2 separate regions of the Mus musculus genome follow, and region 1 is linked to region 2. The links are chromatin contacts, called in public HiChIP or PLAC-seq maps. All regions are on one chromosome and are shown on one strand. Each heading gives the region's core, a stretch centred on a gene start, on an enhancer-like site or on the middle of the called end of the contact. The rest is flanking DNA. Distances are from core to core; before and after follow the strand shown.

Region 1 (3,973 bases), core at 261-2,760, 170 kb after region 2:
TCTCTAGCTGCATATGTATCAAAAGATGGCCTCGTCGGCCATCAGAGGAAAGAAAGACCCACTGAACTTGCAAACTTTATATGCCCCAGTACAGGGGAACACCAGGGCCAAAAAGTGGGAGTGGGTAGGTAGGGGAGTGGGGGGGGGTATGGGGGACTTTTGGGATAGCATTGGAAATGTAAATGAGGAAAATACCTAATAAAAAATATTTAAAAACAACAACAACAAAGACAGAATCTTGCTGGAGAGATGGCTCAGTGGTTAAGAGCACTGACAAAATCTCTCCCTACATACCCTGGCTGGTGATTCTCCTTCAAGGGCTAAGATTACAGGTCTGAGCCACCACATCCTGCTTCAAGAAAGATTATAAAATACAGATTCATGGTCCCTACCACTAGTGAGGAGTAGTAGTATAAGCTCACTGCTTCTTTCCTAACACAATAGCTGCCCCTGATACTGATGATGCTGGCAAAAGAACCTAGTATAGGGGGCTGGAGACATGGCTCAGAGGTTAAGAGCACTGACTGCTCTTCTGAAGGTCCTGAGTTCAAATCCCAGCAACCACATGGTGGCTCACAAACATCTGTAATGGGATTTGATACCCTCTTCTGGTGTGTCTGAAGAGAGCTACAGTGTACTTACATAAATTAAATAAGTGAATTTTTGAAAGAAAAGACATAAACAAGCGGTATACTCTAGGTATGCTTTTTCTTGAAAATCTATTTATTATACTGCCTGGCTGTGTGTGGGTGCACACAGAGAACAACTTGTGGGAATACATTTTCTTTTTCCCTAAGTGAGATGGGGGAGAGAGGGAGGGATCTGGCCTCAGGAAGAATGAAGCTCCAACTGCTTTGTGGGCCTGAGCTCTCAGTGGAGACTTGATCTTGTCTCCTGCGTGCTGGGATTTCAGACTCGATACTATGTTCTGTGTAGTGCTGGAGACTGAACGCATGTCCTTTATTCATGCAAAGCGAGTACTGTGCCAACTGAACTACACGCTCAGGTTCATGTTATGCTTTTCTGAGTTTTTAAAAACAGAGGCGTAGTCAGGTAAAGCAGCACAAAGCCTTTAATCCCAGTCTTCCAGAGTCAGAGGCAGACGGGTCTCCAGTAGTTCGAGGCCAGCCTGGTCTACAGCGTGAGTTCCAGGACAGCCAGGGCATAGAGAAACCTTGTCTCAAAAACAAAAACAAAAACCCAGAAGTGTTGGAGTCTGTAATTCTCTCCAATTGTTAACCTGCTGGAATTTCCTTCCCAGGTTTGTCCCGCGGCTCTCCCGGAGGACTCCAAGGCTAGCGATTCACACCCCTCCCCCACCTGTCCCTAGTCCCCGCTCCTTTTCAGCACTAACCATACAAGTTCATCTTTTACTCTTGTTTTGACTGCTAACCACCCAGAGGACCCACTTAACATTCCTTTCCCCACCCACACAGCTAGTTCCAACCAGGTCTAAGGCATCTAGACGCCCTCCTCCCTATTCAAACCGCTTCCCTGGATAAGGAATGTAGCAAGCCTGCCTTTTGGCTACCAGCCACCTCTTCGCTCGGATCTTTCACCAGAGACTCTCAAAGACACTAAAGAGGCAGGACAGGAATGGGGGTTGGGGAGGGATCCATCGCCGTCTCCTAAGCAGACTCCTTTGACCCGGAGCTGTGCGCCCTGTACCAAACCTTTGTAGAACTTGGGGTAAACTTAAGGCTATGGTGGCCTTGACTCCGTGGACCCAGAGGCAAGTTTCCTCCTTTAGAGGACTCGCATGCATTTTGTTTCTAATTTGAAATGAGAACCGGCTTAGAGCTTGAACCAGCCAGTTCTCTGGACTCCTCCCAGCTCTTACAATTCCTCTCCCGGACGGTTCCTAGAAGACAAAGGCAAGCTTACCAAAATTACGTCGCCCTTGGGACACACCTAGGGTTCCCTGGTGGCATCTTTTTTTTTTCATTATAAACAGGAGTAAATTTTTGTAAGGGCAGAGCTGGTAGCTGAGGGAGAGGAACCCTTTGGCCTAGTGAAGGTAGTTTGCTGGGCTTTGTATCCCCGCCCCCACCTCCCCCGAGAGAGAGAGAGAGAGAGAGAGAGAGAGAGAGAGAGAGAGAGAGAGAGAGAGAGAGAGAGAGAGAGAGAGAGACTACGTGGTTATTTCAAAAACTTGAGTGTGGCAAAAGTATGTAACTGGGATTAGTAAGCATTTCTTTCCTTAGTGAGATTGGAGTAGAGGGTGGGAAAGGACCTTAGAATCCTCGAATGTTGGGCTTAGGAATGGGGAGACAAGAGCCATCACAGAATGCCTATTGTCCTTCAATATGTTAGCGATGGGCCCCGTGCTTTAGATTTTAGGCTTGTATTTTCTTTGTGTGTGTGTGTGTTTGTTTTGTTTCTGTTTCTTTAGGCAGTCTGGAGATCAGGCTGGCTTTCAACTCCCTGTGATGCCCCTACCTCTCCTGAGGTGTGAGTGGCAGAATGCTCAGCGGGTAAAACACACTTGTATAAGTGCAAGAGAACCAAGTTCCAAACATTGTCCTCTGACTTCCTCAGGCATGCCTTAGCTCTAACAAATAAAATTGAAGAAAAGGATTCCAAACCACGGTGAAGGTGCCACATCTTTGATCCCCTTAAGGCAGACAGAAGTAGAGGGATCCCTGGGAGTTCAAAGCCAGGTTGGTCTGCATACTGAGTTGGCTAGCCAGGAATACACACTGAGACTCTGTCTTTAAAAAAAAAAAAGTGTGAAGACTGCTTTCTCTGTCCCAGCACTTGGGAGAGAGGGAAAGAAACACAGCAGCCAGCCTTGTCTACACAGTGAGTTCCAGGCTAACCAGATCTGACATAGTGAGGTCCTGACTCAAAATTAAAAATTGGCTACAGATAATACTGTAGCCCTTGGTTAGTCCGAGTACTTAACTCAACATACCATTCTTCGTTTAAGCAAACCACGTGAAAGACTTTTCACTGAAGGCTGCAAGTCTTAAAATGACTTTGGTGATGCCTGCCTGGACTGTCTACCCTCTGGAGCAGACTTACAAAGAATATTTTTTACTAAGCGCTGCATAAACCTTGATATTTTGAACGGCCTATTCATTCTTTGCCTAATGACAAGAATCACATCAGGGACATATTTGTATTAGTCCAGCGAATAAGCAGAAGGTAGAACAGTTATTCTTTTGTTCTATGATTTCTACTTAGGGGCTTTAGTCCATCTGTTTATTGTTTAAAACCTTCATATCTCACCAAGTAGTGGTGGCCATCCCTTTAACCCCAGCATTCTGAGAGACAGAAGCAGGTGGGTCTCTGTGAGTTCGAGGCCAGCCTGGCCTACAGATCTAATTCCAGGATAGCCGGGGCTACATAGAGAAACTCTGTCTCAAAATAAATAAGTAAATAAATAAATAAGTAAATGATATATTTACATTATTTATTATATCACAAATTATATACGTGTTCTATAGAATATGTTACTATATACATATTTTTTTTGGTTTTTCGAGACAGGGTTTCATATAGCATTAGCTTCATATATATAATTTATATGCAAAAATATCTCTGAAAATGGAATCACTGGAACCCAATTCTAAAAGTATTGTTTTTTTTTGTTTTTAAAGTTTCCTCATACCTCAAAGTTGTCAGAGGAGGGCTTAAGAGATGGGCTAGAGGGGCTGGAGAGATAGCTCAGCAGTTAAGAGCTCTGGTTGCTCTTCCAGAGGACCAGGGTTCAATTTCCAGTACCTACATGACAGCTCATAACTATCTGTAATTTCAGTTCCAGGGGACCTGGCACTCTCTTTTTCATCTTTTTGTTGTTGTTGTTTTTCGAGACAGGGTTTCTCTGTGTAGCCCTGGCTGTCCTGGAACTCACTTTGTAGACCAGGCTGGCCTCGAACTCAGAAATCCACCTGCCTCTGCCGCCTAAGTGCTGGGATTAAAGGCGTGTGCCACCACGGCGGGCACTCTCACACCAAAATCCATGCAGGCA
Region 2 (4,296 bases), core at 812-3,311:
TCCACCCCAGTATTTTGTCTATTGTAAAGTAAGCAGTTAAATAAATACATTTTTATCAAATTTCTCAGAATAAAGTGGGGTTGGGTTTGGTCTGGCCATTGCTTTGTTTAACTTTTCTTTATTTCATTTGATTAATTTGACACACCATCTCGCTGTGTAGTCTTGCTAGGCTGAGACTTGTTGTGTAAGACCAGGCCTTGACCTCAGAGTTCTTTTGAGGTGGGGAGGGGAGATAAGGTCTCATGGCTGCCTCTAGCTTCCAGGATCTGGAATTAATTAATGTGTCACCATGCCCAGGTTTTTGTTCTTCCCAGGGTCGGGGAGAGGGGCTCAAAGCTATGCTGATCAAGTCCCGGACACCTCCAGCCCCTGACTTGATCTTTATAATTTTGTTTGTGTTTGCACAAACAAAAACAAAGAAACAAAAACCAACCAAAGAAGTTCTTTGTAGCACTTTGAAAATACAGACTCCATACTGGTCAAATGTTTCCACTCTCCATTATTCTCTACAGCTTTATGGTCACTGCATCAACATTCCACAGTTGTTAACTTGGCAGTCTTCTGATTCATACTTCTCTCTCGGTTTTTTTTTTTTTTTTGTGTGTGTGTGTGACCAAATGCCTGTGTTTTGTTACTTCTCCGTGTTCTTCTGTTTGCCACACTTTGTGTGTGTGTGTGCATGTGCGCACACGAATGACTATGGGATGTATATGTGTAGTGTGCCCACATGCGTGTTTGAAGGCATGCACCCCTGAGCTCATGCAAAGACCAAAGAGGACTTAAGACAGCTTTCTCTGTCCTGTTCTGCCTGCATCTGGAGCCAGGCTCGGCCATTCCAACAGCAGTGGGGTTTCAAGTGTGAGGAACACCCCATCAAGCATTGTGGTGATAGGATTTGAACTCAGGTCCCCAGGGCAGCAAGGACTCTTAGCACTGAGCCATCACACCAGGTCTCCCTTCCTATTTTGGTGATGAGGATAGAACCATGGTCTTATACATGGTTAGGAAAGCTCTAGCTACATGGCCAGTCTCGAATTCTTTTTCTTTTTTTTTTATAAATGTGAAAGATTAACGGTTTTTTATTTATTTATTTATTTATTTATTTATTTATTTATTTTATTATATGTGAGTACACTGTAGCTGTCTTCAGATGCACCAGGAGAGGGCGTCAGATCTCATTATAGGTGGTTGTGAGCCACCATGTGGTTGCTGGGATTTGAACTCAGGACCTTCAGAAGAGCAGTCGGTGCTCTTAACCACTGAGCCATCGCTCCAGCCCTCAAATTCTTATTTTAATTTGAATAATGGGACATTGATGTTGGAATTAAAGGAATTAATAAAAGCGTTCTTCAGAGTTTGGCTGCTTTCCTGGTGTCCTGAGTAGAAGCAGCCTTCTCTAGCCCCCCATAAAATTCACTCTTACTTTCTCATCCCACGTTGAGCTGATCACACTCTATACCTAACTTTCTTGTGCCATGCCTAAGATTAAAGAACAGTCCCTTCCTCTTGAATGAACACAGTCTTGAAACTCAAGTGTGAACTCTCTGGAGCTCTGTACACACTTTCCCTTGGTGATCTTTTGACTCAGAGGAAGCTGGTACAAATCCAGCTGGCGTCCCTGCCATGCCAGTTAATTTATTTATGCTGACATCAAGCAGTACCTGTTGTTAACCACAAGCTCCTCCCACTTTGCTTCAGCGTGAATTTAGCCACAGCGAAGCCTAACCAAAGGTGGAACACAGGCCCAGGAGGCACAATCAGCTTGCTCCTCCTTCTTACTGAAGTGGCTGGGACACAGTGAAGACTCTTAGAGGAAACAGAGGGGAAATGGAAGGGCATCGCAGACAGGCAGACACCAGGACAATGGTGCAAACCGCCAGGGTGGGGGTGGGGGGGTGGGGGGGGCGGACGGCGCGCTGACTGGCGTTCTCAAATTCCAGATTCAAAGAGAAAGCATAATGGGCTTCCCTGAGAGATGTGGAAACTTGGGGTGAAATGGAAGGAGACCCAAAGCACAGGGGAGAGGAGGCAGGCCTGTCTGTGTGCTTTAGGCAGATAGATCCCTTAGGAGCCATTGGCAAAATGTTCAGCCATCTAGCCAGAGCTGGTGGGACAGCCTATAATCTGAGCTCTTTGGGAGGCTGAGTCCTGAGGGATTTTAAGATTAAGTTTTGTTTGGGCAATTTAGTCAAATTTAATTTGTTTGTTTGTTTGTTTGTTGTGGTGTATTTTGTGGTTTTGTTTTGTTGTTCGGTTGGGTTTTTTTGTTTGGTTTGGTTTGTGTTTTTTCTTTGTTTTAGACAGAGTTTCTCTGTGTGTTTTTGTTTTGTTTTGTTTTATTGTTTGAGTTGTTTCTTTTTTGGCTTTGTTTAGTTTATTTTTGTTTTTGTTTGAGACACGGTTTCTCTGTGCAGCCTTGCCTGTTCTGGAACTCGCTTTGTAGACTAGCTTGGTCTCAACTCCCAGGAAGATCTACCTGCCTCTGCCTCCCAATTGCTGGGATTAAAGGCATGTGCCACCACTTCGGGACTTCAGAACTTATTTTTTAAAAAGTAAAAGATGCCTAGGGTCATATAAATGCAATGCCCTGAGTACAATCCCCAGAGGTGAAAAACTTAAGAAATTAAGAAAGGGAGAGAGAGAGAGAGAGAGAGAGAGAGAGAGAGAGAGAGAGAGAGAGAGAGGAAGAGAGAGAGAGAGGAAGAGAGAGAACTACCTTTGGGTAAAAATGGAGCCCTTATATTTTCACTAAGCAAACATCAGGGAAAGTGTCACGTTAAGTTTCTCTGTAAGAGAGTGACAGGTGGCCACAGTAGTTTTCAGACTCTTCCTCCTCCTTCTAACCCCACCCCCCCCCCCCACTTTTTTTTAAAAACCCAGTCAAGCATAGCCAAGGCAGCCCTCGGAGGCCGACTTCTGGGCAGAGAGCAAGAAGGAAAGAGCAAATGCTGTTTATATAAATAGGCACACAGAGCCTGTTGTTTCCTGTTAACAAACTGAGCGTGGTGTCACCTCAAGCCCTCACTTTTTTATTTGTTTGATTTTTTGGTTCTTTTGTGTTTTACAAGTAGCTGATAACTGATAAAGGTGTGCGCTTTTTTCAATTTGTCCAATCACTTTGAGTTAGGGCCTTGCTTGTCTCCTCAGACCCTGGTCTTGCAGTTTCCCTGTCGTTGATGATGCTAAATGACCTTTCATCCAAAATCACCTGAGTTAAATTGGGCACGTGCAGGCCTGTGATCCCAGTGTTTGGGAGATGGAAGAAGGAAGGTTTTAGGTTATCCTTGGCTACACATTGAGTTTGAGGCAAGCCTGGGCTACATTAGCTCCTGTCTTACCACCAACTTCCAAATTAAAAACTTAACCTGAGTTAAACTTAAAAGATTGATGGGTACCAGGTATCAAGTGCATTACTATATACCATCTCCTAATATTCTTTTTCCTGTCTCAACGGATAAACACAGGAGGTACCATGCACAGTAATGGGAAACAGCACACAAAATTGTTTCCTCTATTGATATAAAATTATACACTCGTTTCCATCTGCTCCTTTGTATGTATGTGTACGCAGGTGTGCACAGGTACACTTGCCTGTGCATGCACATGTAGAGGTCAGAGATCAAATTGGTGTCAGCCTCTGTCTTTCTCCCCATTAGATATTGAGGCAGGGTCTCTCTCTGAGCCAGAGCTCACTGTGTGAGCTAGGCTGGCTGAACAGCGAGCCCCTGCCACCCACCTATTTCTGATCTGAGTGCACCAGGGCTACAGGTGTGTGCAGCCATACCTGGGTTTCATGTGGACGTGGGGATCTGAACTCGTACCTTCAGAGGGATCTTCCCAGCTGCCCATGTGTTCTTAGAAATACAGAAGATGTTGGGGGGGGGGGGTAAATAAAATAAAATTGATGCAAACTAAAGTTAGGAAATATACAATATTAGCATCAAATCATTATCTGATGAAAAACAAGGATTCTTGTTACTGTTTGCTCACTTGCTTTGTTTTGTTTTGTTGTTCTTTTTTTTTTTTTTTCATACAGGGTTTCTCTGTGTAGCCCTGGCTGCCCTGGAACTCACTCTGTAGACCAGGCTGGCCTCGAACTCAGAGATCCACCTGCCTCTGCCTCCCAAGGGCTGGAAAAGGACTCTTCTAATGTTCATGTAAAAACATGAAAGATTCATGTATGACCCAGAGTGTAAAGGAATAAAAAAATAAAATCATGAGTGGCAATAACTTAACTGAAAGAGCAACTAGTTTGCCTGGGGAGTTGACTTTGTGGTTTAGGACATTAACTGCTCT

The links. HiChIP or PLAC-seq counts read pairs in DNA pulled down with a chosen protein or histone mark.
Region 1: a contact with region 2 is called in an H3K27ac HiChIP or PLAC-seq map of embryonic stem cells, with 6 read pairs. The contact joins two enhancer-like sites. A contact is called at or near these places in 2 of 39 promoter capture datasets (embryonic stem cells and stem cell-derived epiblast-like cells), 1 of 115 datasets of contacts at active chromatin or transcription factors (embryonic stem cells) and 1 of 9 other capture datasets (liver).

The regions. Positions count from the first base shown.
Region 1 is chr6:122,701,216-122,705,188 of GRCm38.p6, forward strand. No RefSeq gene overlaps it. Among named protein-coding and RNA genes, the nearest start is that of Nanog, 4.4 kb to the right of the region's middle. RefSeq lists an enhancer at 1,309-1,712. Within about 2 kb of position 1,511, at least 162 of the 459 cell types and tissues checked have an H3K27ac peak or open chromatin away from gene starts, as enhancers often do. A contact at or near this core is called in embryonic stem cells and stem cell-derived epiblast-like cells, where this site is marked.
Region 2 is chr6:122,531,435-122,535,730 of GRCm38.p6, forward strand. No RefSeq gene overlaps it. Among named protein-coding and RNA genes, the nearest start is that of Mfap5, 20 kb to the left of the region's middle. Within about 2 kb of position 2,062, at least 96 of the 459 cell types and tissues checked have an H3K27ac peak or open chromatin away from gene starts, as enhancers often do. A contact at or near this core is called in embryonic stem cells and stem cell-derived epiblast-like cells, where this site is marked.